3 separate regions of the Sus scrofa genome follow, and regions 2 and 3 are each linked to region 1. A link is a contact called in public HiChIP or PLAC-seq and promoter capture Hi-C data. All regions are on one chromosome and are shown on one strand. The core of a region is the stretch at or near the end of the contact, and the rest is flanking DNA. Distances in the headings are between cores, read along the strand shown. Region 1 holds the start of EXOG (nuclease EXOG, mitochondrial). Region 2 holds the start of OXSR1 (oxidative-stress responsive 1). Region 3 overlaps DLEC1 (deleted in lung and esophageal cancer protein 1).

Region 1 (2,700 bases), core at 19-2,518:
GTCAAACCTGAGCCAAAGCAGTGACACCACCAAATCCTTAACCACTAGGCCAGCAGGGAACTCCCTGTAGGAAATGACGGACACCATTAAACAGAAAGGGGGCTTTGCTAGAAGGATCCTGGGGGAAAGTGGTCAGCCCAGCCCTGGGTAAAGGCAGGATGTGTCTGGGCTTCTTTCAGAGGCTTAGAAGTTGGGGTCAGCATTGCAAGCTTTCACCTGTGTCTCAGCACTTGTTCCAGAGGTGCTCAGTGGGAGACTAGATGCATCTGTTGTTGTCTACTTGGAAAAAAGGCTGTGTGGGTAGTGCCACAGTTTTATGTGTCACAGCTTTGCTATCCTGAGAAAGTTCCAGATCCAAAATCCATAAAAAGAATCTGGTTGATCTGGCTCAACTAGTTAGTGTCAGAGGCCCTGAGGATTATACAAAATGACCTCATGACAGGTATTCCTAGGGGGAAGGGGCATGGGGCCATGAAACTTAAAACTACACTTCAGCTGGTTATTAGACATGGCCTCCTGCTTAAACTAAATCCAGATGGAATGCTGGAGTTTGTGCTGCAAAATTAAGAAGACCCATTTATTTGTGAGTGAGAGTGCAGAAAACAATCATCCTTCCTGGAGTTCCCTAGTGGCTCAGCAGGTTAAGGATTCAGCATTGTTACTGCTGTAGATTGAGTTGGATCTCTGGCCTGGAAACTTGTGCATGCCACAGGGCCAAAAAAATCCAATGACATAATGTCCTTCCTTTGTTGGTGAGCATTCAGCAATCTGGATTTATATTCTATCAAGATAAATAAAACAGGAGTTCCCATCATGGCTCACTGGTTAATGAACCTGACTAGTATCCATGAGGATGCAGGTGTGATCCCTGACCTTGCTCAGTGGGTTAATGACCTGGCATTGCTGTGGCTGTGGTGTAGGCTGGCAGCTGTAGCTCCAATTCGACCCCTAGCCTAGGACCCTGCATATGCCATGGGTGTGGCCTTAAAAAGACAAAAAGACAAAAACAACAAAAAAAGATAAAACCGTTGACTAAATAAAAATTTCTAACATTAGCAGCGCTTAACAACATGCCCCAGGTCCCTCCCTAAGCACTTTACATCGTTAGCCTCCCTTAATCCTCATAAGAACCCTATGGCCTAAGAGTATTATTATTATAATTATTACTATTATTTTTTGCTTTATAGGGCTGCACTAGAGCATATGGAAGTTCCCAGGCTATGGGTCAAATCAGAGCTACAGCTGCCGGTCTGCACCATAGTCACAGCAACAGCCACAAAACTCAGGATTCAAGCGGCATCTGGAATCTACACCAAGCTCAGGGCAACGTGGGATCCTTAACCCTCTGAGCGAGGCCAGGGATGGAATCCGAATCGTCATGGATACTAGTGGGGTTCGTTACCAGTGAGCCACAATGGGAACTCTTCCTATTCCTATTTTAAGAAGGAAATGGTTGGGTGGGGATCCAAAGCTCTGCATCTGGATTCAGAGTCCTCAGCCACCATGGAGTACTGTCTTGTCAAGAAACCCCTTAGGAGGTGCAAAGCTATTTTTCGAAGTTATGATTTATATACCATGTGACTTCAAAACCAAGTGTTATAAAGACATCCAATGTGGCACAGGTTTTGGAATCAGACCCGAGTTGGAATTTTGGCTCTGAAGAACTTTGTGTAAACATGTGAAAATGACTTACTACTTACCTATTAAGTGGGACTAAAGGTATTTTCTTCTTAAGACTGTACATGCACATACTGAGCCTTCAAGGCATCATGCTGTTGTTATCCGTCATCCAGCAGACCAAGGATGGAGACAGGATGCCCCTGGGCCTCCAAGTTTGTCACCAGGGGGCGCGCGAGGGCTTGGTAGGAAAGGCACGCCCTTGCGCTCCGGGAGAGGCTCAGGGCCAGGTGACTCCAGGGGGCGCATGCGTATCTTGGCCCCAGGGTAGCGATTGGCTGTCAGGTTTCCGGGGCGCGCATGCGCTACGGCGAAAGGCAGGTGCCGCGGGCAAGATGGTTGTCAAAAGTTTTGCTTCCCGCTTCCGTGGCTCCCGGCGCTTTTTGAGTGGTTTTGTGGCCGGAGCTGTCGTGGGCGCTGCAGGAGCGGGGCTTACTGCCGTGCAGTTCCTCCGGAGTCGGGACGCTGAGCCTGCGTTGGCGGTGAAAGAGCCGGACGGTGAGTGTGTGGGCCCCTAGAGCTCAGGCCCGGGTTCCTATCTCGGGTAGGAGCCAGCCGTAACCCTAGACGCGCGCGGTCTCCACTCATCCGGCCCCGGGTTGTCCGCGGTCCAGTTCCCCGGCCCGGCCCCCACTCTGCGTCGCGTCCCGCCTGCCTCCTTTGTGCACTTCCTTCCTCTGGGGATCTGCCCCCGCCCCCTTGCACCAAAGTATTAGTCTCGACATGTGTGTTTTACTATGCCCTCCCCTAGATTGTTAGTCCCATAACCGTTCGGACCGTGTCAGTTTCGTTCTCCACCATTTACTCAGCCTGGGACCTGGCAGATAATTGGCTTCCAGTAAGTACGGATGAGTGACATATATTTAGTAGTCCTCATTTTATCATTGTTCAAATGAAGAACACCTGCTAGCCTTTCTTTAAAGTATGTAAGTCCGCAGGTTATCAGGGATACCTTATATTTGACATAGTAAATGAGCTCATGCTCATCTCATCTCTTAATGTCCCCGTCGTGCTAATTTAACT
Region 2 (2,700 bases), core at 159-2,658, 260 kb before region 1:
GTTTTGTGGTCAATGGATTTCCTGCACAAGGTTTCCAGTGCCTGGTAGGGTATGGTTCTTAATGACTAATACAGGTCTGAAAGATGTTCAACTCAGAGGGGTTCACAACCGAGCCTGACCCACATCGATACTCTCGTCTCCATTCTACCAAGCGCGTTCAATTTTCACCTCATTAATTTCCCCCAAAGACCTAAGTGTTCAACTTGAGAAAACTTAAGTTCAGTGAGGTCACACAAAAGTCAAGGCCCTTGAAATGACCTCAGATACCGTGGGCCAAACCTCACTCGTTTAGTATTTCCAGCCACATCAAGGGAAAAATGCCAACCTTCTGAGGTCCCAAGGTAAGGGCTCACTTGAGCTCCCGACCCAAAGCTTAGAGGGGACAGAACACCCTCCTGCCCCGTAAGGTTAGAGAAAATGCTATATCGCGCGCTGCAAAGAAAACTTCCGCCTAGAAAGTGTCGTCACTTTCGGTGAACTTCCGGCTCCACTCAGTCCCGTGGCCAAAGGCCTTTTATCCTATTTGGCAGTCGTCCACACTCCCAGGTTACCCCACCCAGCTGCTCCCTAGGGTTTCTCCACACCCTGCGGAGCCTTTTGCACGTCTTGAGGGTGTGACGGTTACGCCGCGACGTCACTCGGCGGAACCAGGCAAAGCAATCAAGGTACCAGAGATCGCCAAAGATCGGAGCCCTGTCGCCAAACCGCGCGCCGAGCGCCTGGAGGCAGGACTAATTTATGAGTGACGTCCACACACGCCTATTGCCTTTCTGATTCCTTCTCAAATAAGCCAATGAATGCGACGGCGGAGACGGCAACGTGCCCCAGCCGCCAGAAGTGGCTCCGCCCCCTCTACTCGACCGCCCTTTAGTTGCCATGCTTAGTGTGGCTAAAGCTTCTGGGCTATTTAAGGCTCTTCTCTGGCTTTCCGAGTTCCTTGCCGAACTCCTGCCAAAGCATTTCCTCCCTCCCCTTGTCAACTTCCTCCTCGAGCTCCAAGCGCTTTCGCTTTTTATCCAGCCACTCTTGATATGGCGCCTGGGGGCGTGGCCCATGGAGGCGTGCCCGGCGTGGTGACGTCAGCGCGCTGCGTGTCGGCAGGTGGAGGGAGAAGGGAAAGTTTGGCCCGTGCGTGGGGCTAGGGTGGAGGGCGGGACGGAGGGGCTGGGCCCAGGCGAAGCTAGTGTCGCTGCAGCAGCGGAGGCCGAGGCCAGGCGCTGGGCCGAGCCGGGGAGTGCCAGCCGCGGAGGAACAGGAGACGAGGTCTGCCGGCGTTTCGAGCCCACCGCCGCTTTGCCGCGCGGACACCCCCCGCCAGGCGCCGTCCGACCAGTGGCTGTTCCAGAGGCGGTTGGTGGGGGCGCGGCAGCAGCGGTTGGGGGTGGGGAGAGGCGCGGCTAGGAGACGGGAGAGGTCAGCGAGTTGGAGGGAGAACCGAGTGCGGTGCCGCCGTCATGTCCGAGGACTCCAGCGCCTTGCCCTGGTCCATCAACAAGGACGATTATGAGCTGCAGGAGGTGATTGGTAAGAGCTGTCGCCTTGGAGGGAGGAGGCGCTACGTTGGGCGGCGGGTGACACGCGGGAGCTTGGGGAGGGCAGGACCCTCAGATATTCTTGGGCACTCGAGCGGCCCGGGGCGAGGTAGGGCGCGTGGGTGAGGCTTTGCGTTTGTGCAGCGCGTGCGAGGCAGGGAGGCTACTTTGAGTGGCGCTCCTGTGCGGCGGGGCAGGGTGGGGTTTGAGGGGCTCCCAAGAGATTTGCGTACTGACTGATGTTTGAACCTGAGCGACAGGTGTGTTTGGGAGAGAAAAGTGCAGGTGTCGGAAAGGCCTTTACAAGGCGCTTCGAGAAGTGAGGTATTGCAGTTGGGACACGGCCCCCTATTTGGGGGGTGATGGGATAGAGTGCTTTTGTTCACTTCAGCATCCTTGTAAGAAGTGCCAGGCGTTGCTGGGATGGAGCCAGGGATCCTCTCCAGATGAAGCTGCAAGTACAGCACTGAGCTTTGTAGACAACTTGCGACTGCTTGAAATTGACTTTCTAGTTACAGAGGTAGACATTAGATAAGTAGGCAAATAAAAAGAATGACAGGTTTTGGCAAGTGCTAGGAAGGAAATAACCAAGAAGTTCTGATAGAGAATAACCTAGAGACCTAGTCGGGGCGATTTCAAGGAAGTTGTTTTTTCCGAGGCATTGACATGGAAGTTGAGCACTGAAGGATGACCGTCTTAAAGAGCCTAAGGAAGATTTTTCCTTCCTGAGGGATGAGGAAATGCAAAGGCCTTGAGGAGGGAAGGAGCTTGGTGTGTTTTAGGACCTGAACGAAGACTGGTAAGGATAGAAAAGTAAGGGAAGGGCCAGATCTTAGGGACCTTCTCAGCCAAGGTGAGGATTTTGGAATTTTATTTTAAGTGTTATTGAGCGCCTTCAAGGGGAACATGACATGATTTGATGGGTCTGGCTGTTTTGTGTGAAATGGGTTTGAAGGGGTCCTGGGAATACCAGTTGGCAGAAACCAAAACTTGCACAAACATGGATTGTAATTCTCTCTGAGAGGCACAGTGATTGAGGGAGCGTGGGGGCCAGGGATGAGGGGGTATTTGTTGGACAACAATAATCCAGTGATTTTAGAAATCAGAAGGGGGTGGGTTCAGCTAAACAGAAGCTCAATACAACTGATAGGAGCAGACCCCTGTGTGT
Region 3 (2,700 bases), core at 84-2,583, 350 kb before region 1:
CAACGGTCCAATGAGCATCAGCAAGTACAGAGTCCAGGGCTGTAGTCCTTGTTATGTCCCTGGTACCCTGGGGAGGGCGCATCACCTCTCTTAGCCTCTTAACCTGAGCCTGGCCCAGATGTTACTGCATTCATTACATTCAGTCAGTTGGTCCATCAGTCACATAGTCACCGTAATAAGTGTGAATATAGCAGAGGTCACACATTGGCAGCTTGTTGGCTGAACTCTGTGCATATTTGTTTGGCACAGGGCTTCAAGCATTTTTTGAGCCAACATTCAAAAATAGATTTCACGGAGTTTCCTGATGGCCTAGAAGTTAGGGCATTAGCATTGTCGTTGCTGTGGCGTGAGTTTGATCCCTGGCTGGAAAACTTCCACATGCTGCAGGCACAGCCAAAAAAAGAAAAAAAAAATTTTTACCTAAAAATCTTGATATCAAGTCTTGGAAAAATTGGGAGGTGTGCGGCCCTGGGCCCGGCTGCACCGTGGCCCCGTTGGCTGGAGTTGAGAAGCACATGCACACCCCCTCCTGTTTTCCCGTCCCTCCACTCCCTGTGGCAGCCATGCCAATGTCACGCTCACGCTGTTACCATTCTCATCGCGGAGAGATTTTGCTGCACCTGCATCTCCAAAAACAAGCAATAACCCTAGAGGATCACATGTTCGCAGACGCACCTTTCACTCATTTTGTTTACCTGCAGGGTCCTGGGGGCATGGGTTTTTGTCCCTAGCATGCCGAGTGGCTTCCTGTATAAGTACTGGGGCTGTAGCCCTGCTGACAGGATGGCAGCTTCCCTCGGCTCAGGAGCTCACAGCCAGGGGTGGGCCAGGGTGGAGGCAGACAGAAGCTGGCACTGAGCACACGAGCACACGGGGTACTACAGTAGGGAAAGGACTGCACTTTGGGAGCCCACCTCCAGGGGGAGGCCTTTCCCACCTCCTGCTTTGCACCTAAAATACTCATCAGTGGTCCTCCTCGTACCTCCTACCAGCAGACAGGTCTTTACAGATGCTCCGTGGTATGCTCATCTTTAACCCTCGGAACCCCATCTGGTGCCTGGTGCCAGCTAAGTGCTTGCTGAATGGAAGGGCCTCCGTTTCTTCAAAATGGGACTGGCTAATCCATAAGACCCTTCAAATCACAAAATGCATGTTTAGGGAAGGAAGTTTGTCAGCCGAACACCGGCTTTTATAGTTTCTTCTTGACTGTTGAGTCATCTTCTGTTTTCTTTAAGTCTGTTGCAACCGTTGGCTTCGTTGAGCAACCTCCCTTTGGAATCCTGCCGTCAGTGTTTGAGCTGGCCCCAGGGCAGGCCGTGTTCATGGAGGTAAGTGACGAGGCCCTGGCGTGCATTTCTGCCTCCTCATGGTTGGTCGTGGCTGTCTACTCAGCTGCTTGCGTGATTTCATTTGCCTCTGTTTTCGTGACCCAAATATCCACTCCCAGGTCCCAGCCTTAGTGGTTTTGCATTCTGTGGGGTGATGTCATTTGACTGTCCTGTGACCTCTGTCACAGAGCAAGTACAGAAAGCCCTAGCATTGCCATCACGATCCCTGAGCGCTGCTTGTCCACCTGTGAGCCTGGATGTCACCTCCTCTGACATCTAAGCTGCCTCCAGGGTCTTCCCTTGGTTCTTCAGTCTGTCTTGGACCACCATCACCATCCCCCTCCCAAATCTGGTACCTTTCTTCTCCTTCCTGTTTCATCTTCAATTGTACGGTCAACAAGGCCCGACTTCCTTAGGCCTCATTCTGAACCTCTACAGAGGCTCCCAGAGTCTGACCTCTGGGCTGCAGGTCTCTCCTGTCTTAACTGACCCCTTTCTGTGGTCCCTTCAGCCTGGCACACCTGCTCACTGGTCCCCGGTAGAGCCTGTGAGAACTGGTGATGTCTTCCTGGCGCTCTGCTCCAGGAGTCTGACTCTGGGCCGCCCGTGGCTGGGTGTGGGGCTGCCTGAACACGGTGATCTTCCTCACTAGCCGGTTGAAGGAGGCATCTGCATTCAAGAGTAAAAGCTGTCTGGTTCCTGGGGAGGGGGCCTACACTATGTCATCAGGTGAGAGCCAAGAGCCGTAGGTATCAAACTCACCTGTGCCTTTTGCCATGCTCCGAGAAACTTGCAAGCACACTGATATCTGGACCCCAGCCCTGAGGTTTTGAATTAATTGGTCTGAGGTATGGCCTGGGCAAAGGATTTTTTTTCTTTCTTTCTTTTTGACTGTGCCCGCGGGATGCAGAAGTTCCCAGGCCAGGGATCGAATCCATGCCACGGCTGTGATTCAAGCCACATCAGTGACAACATCAGATCCTTAACCTGCTGTTCCGCTAGGGTACTCCTGGGCATAGGATCTTTAAAGCTCCCCAGGTGATTCTGGGGAGCACAATTTGCGGACCACTGCCATAACCTGCTTTGCCAAGGTGAAAAGTCCTTTATTAGCTGCTTTCAGTTTCAAGGGTCTGATGGGGTCTTGTTCTGGAACCCTGGAGTGATGCTGTCTTGTTTATGTCTGTGATGATCTGATCCTGATAAGAATTTGGCTCTTGGGGTCAGACGAGACCAATGCAGAGGCAGAGTAAGCTTTATTCCCTTATCTGCTGTTTAAATGTGTGTGTGGGAGGGGTCTTCTTGATGTAGCCCAGGCCTTGTCAGAGCCTTATCATGGCTTTAAGGAAGTGGGACTGGTCACCCCTGTCCAAGC

Evidence for each region. Promoter capture Hi-C pulls out the DNA fragments that hold promoters and counts their contacts. HiChIP or PLAC-seq counts read pairs in DNA pulled down with a chosen protein or histone mark.
Region 2: an H3K27ac HiChIP or PLAC-seq map of alveolar macrophages shows a contact between it and region 1. The contact joins the promoter of OXSR1 here to the promoter of EXOG in region 1. A contact is called at or near these places in 2 of 5 promoter capture datasets (fetal liver and liver), 1 of 47 Hi-C or Micro-C datasets (embryonic fibroblasts) and 1 of 2 datasets of contacts at active chromatin or transcription factors (alveolar macrophages).
Region 3: a contact with region 1 is called in a promoter capture Hi-C map of liver, with 4 times the contacts expected there. The contact joins the enhancer-like site here to the promoter of EXOG in region 1. A contact is called at or near these places in 2 of 5 promoter capture datasets (fetal liver and liver) and 5 of 47 Hi-C or Micro-C datasets (heart right ventricle, mesenteric adipose tissue, omental adipose tissue and 2 more).

What each region holds. Positions count from the first base shown.
Region 1 is chr13:23,277,190-23,279,889 of Sscrofa11.1, forward strand. EXOG (nuclease EXOG, mitochondrial) reads left to right here and starts at 1,269. Exons shown (of 11, transcript XR_001300113.2): 1 at 1,269-2,175.
Region 2 is chr13:23,019,431-23,022,130 of Sscrofa11.1, forward strand. It overlaps OXSR1 (oxidative-stress responsive 1), which reads left to right and starts at 1,409. Exons shown (of 18, transcript NM_214342.1): 1 at 1,409-1,524. The coding sequence starts at 1,455. It overlaps ACAA1 (3-ketoacyl-CoA thiolase, peroxisomal), which reads right to left and starts at 708. Exons shown (of 15, transcript XM_003132103.4): 1 at 585-708.
Region 3 is chr13:22,926,023-22,928,722 of Sscrofa11.1, forward strand. DLEC1 (deleted in lung and esophageal cancer protein 1) reads left to right here. Exons shown (of 43, transcript XM_021071663.1): 14 at 1,236-1,328. Among named protein-coding and RNA genes, the nearest start is that of MYD88, 50 kb to the right of the region's middle. Within about 2 kb of position 1,334, at least 27 of the 83 cell types and tissues checked have an H3K27ac peak or open chromatin away from gene starts, as enhancers often do. A contact at or near this core is called in fetal liver, liver, mesenteric adipose tissue and 3 more, where this site is marked.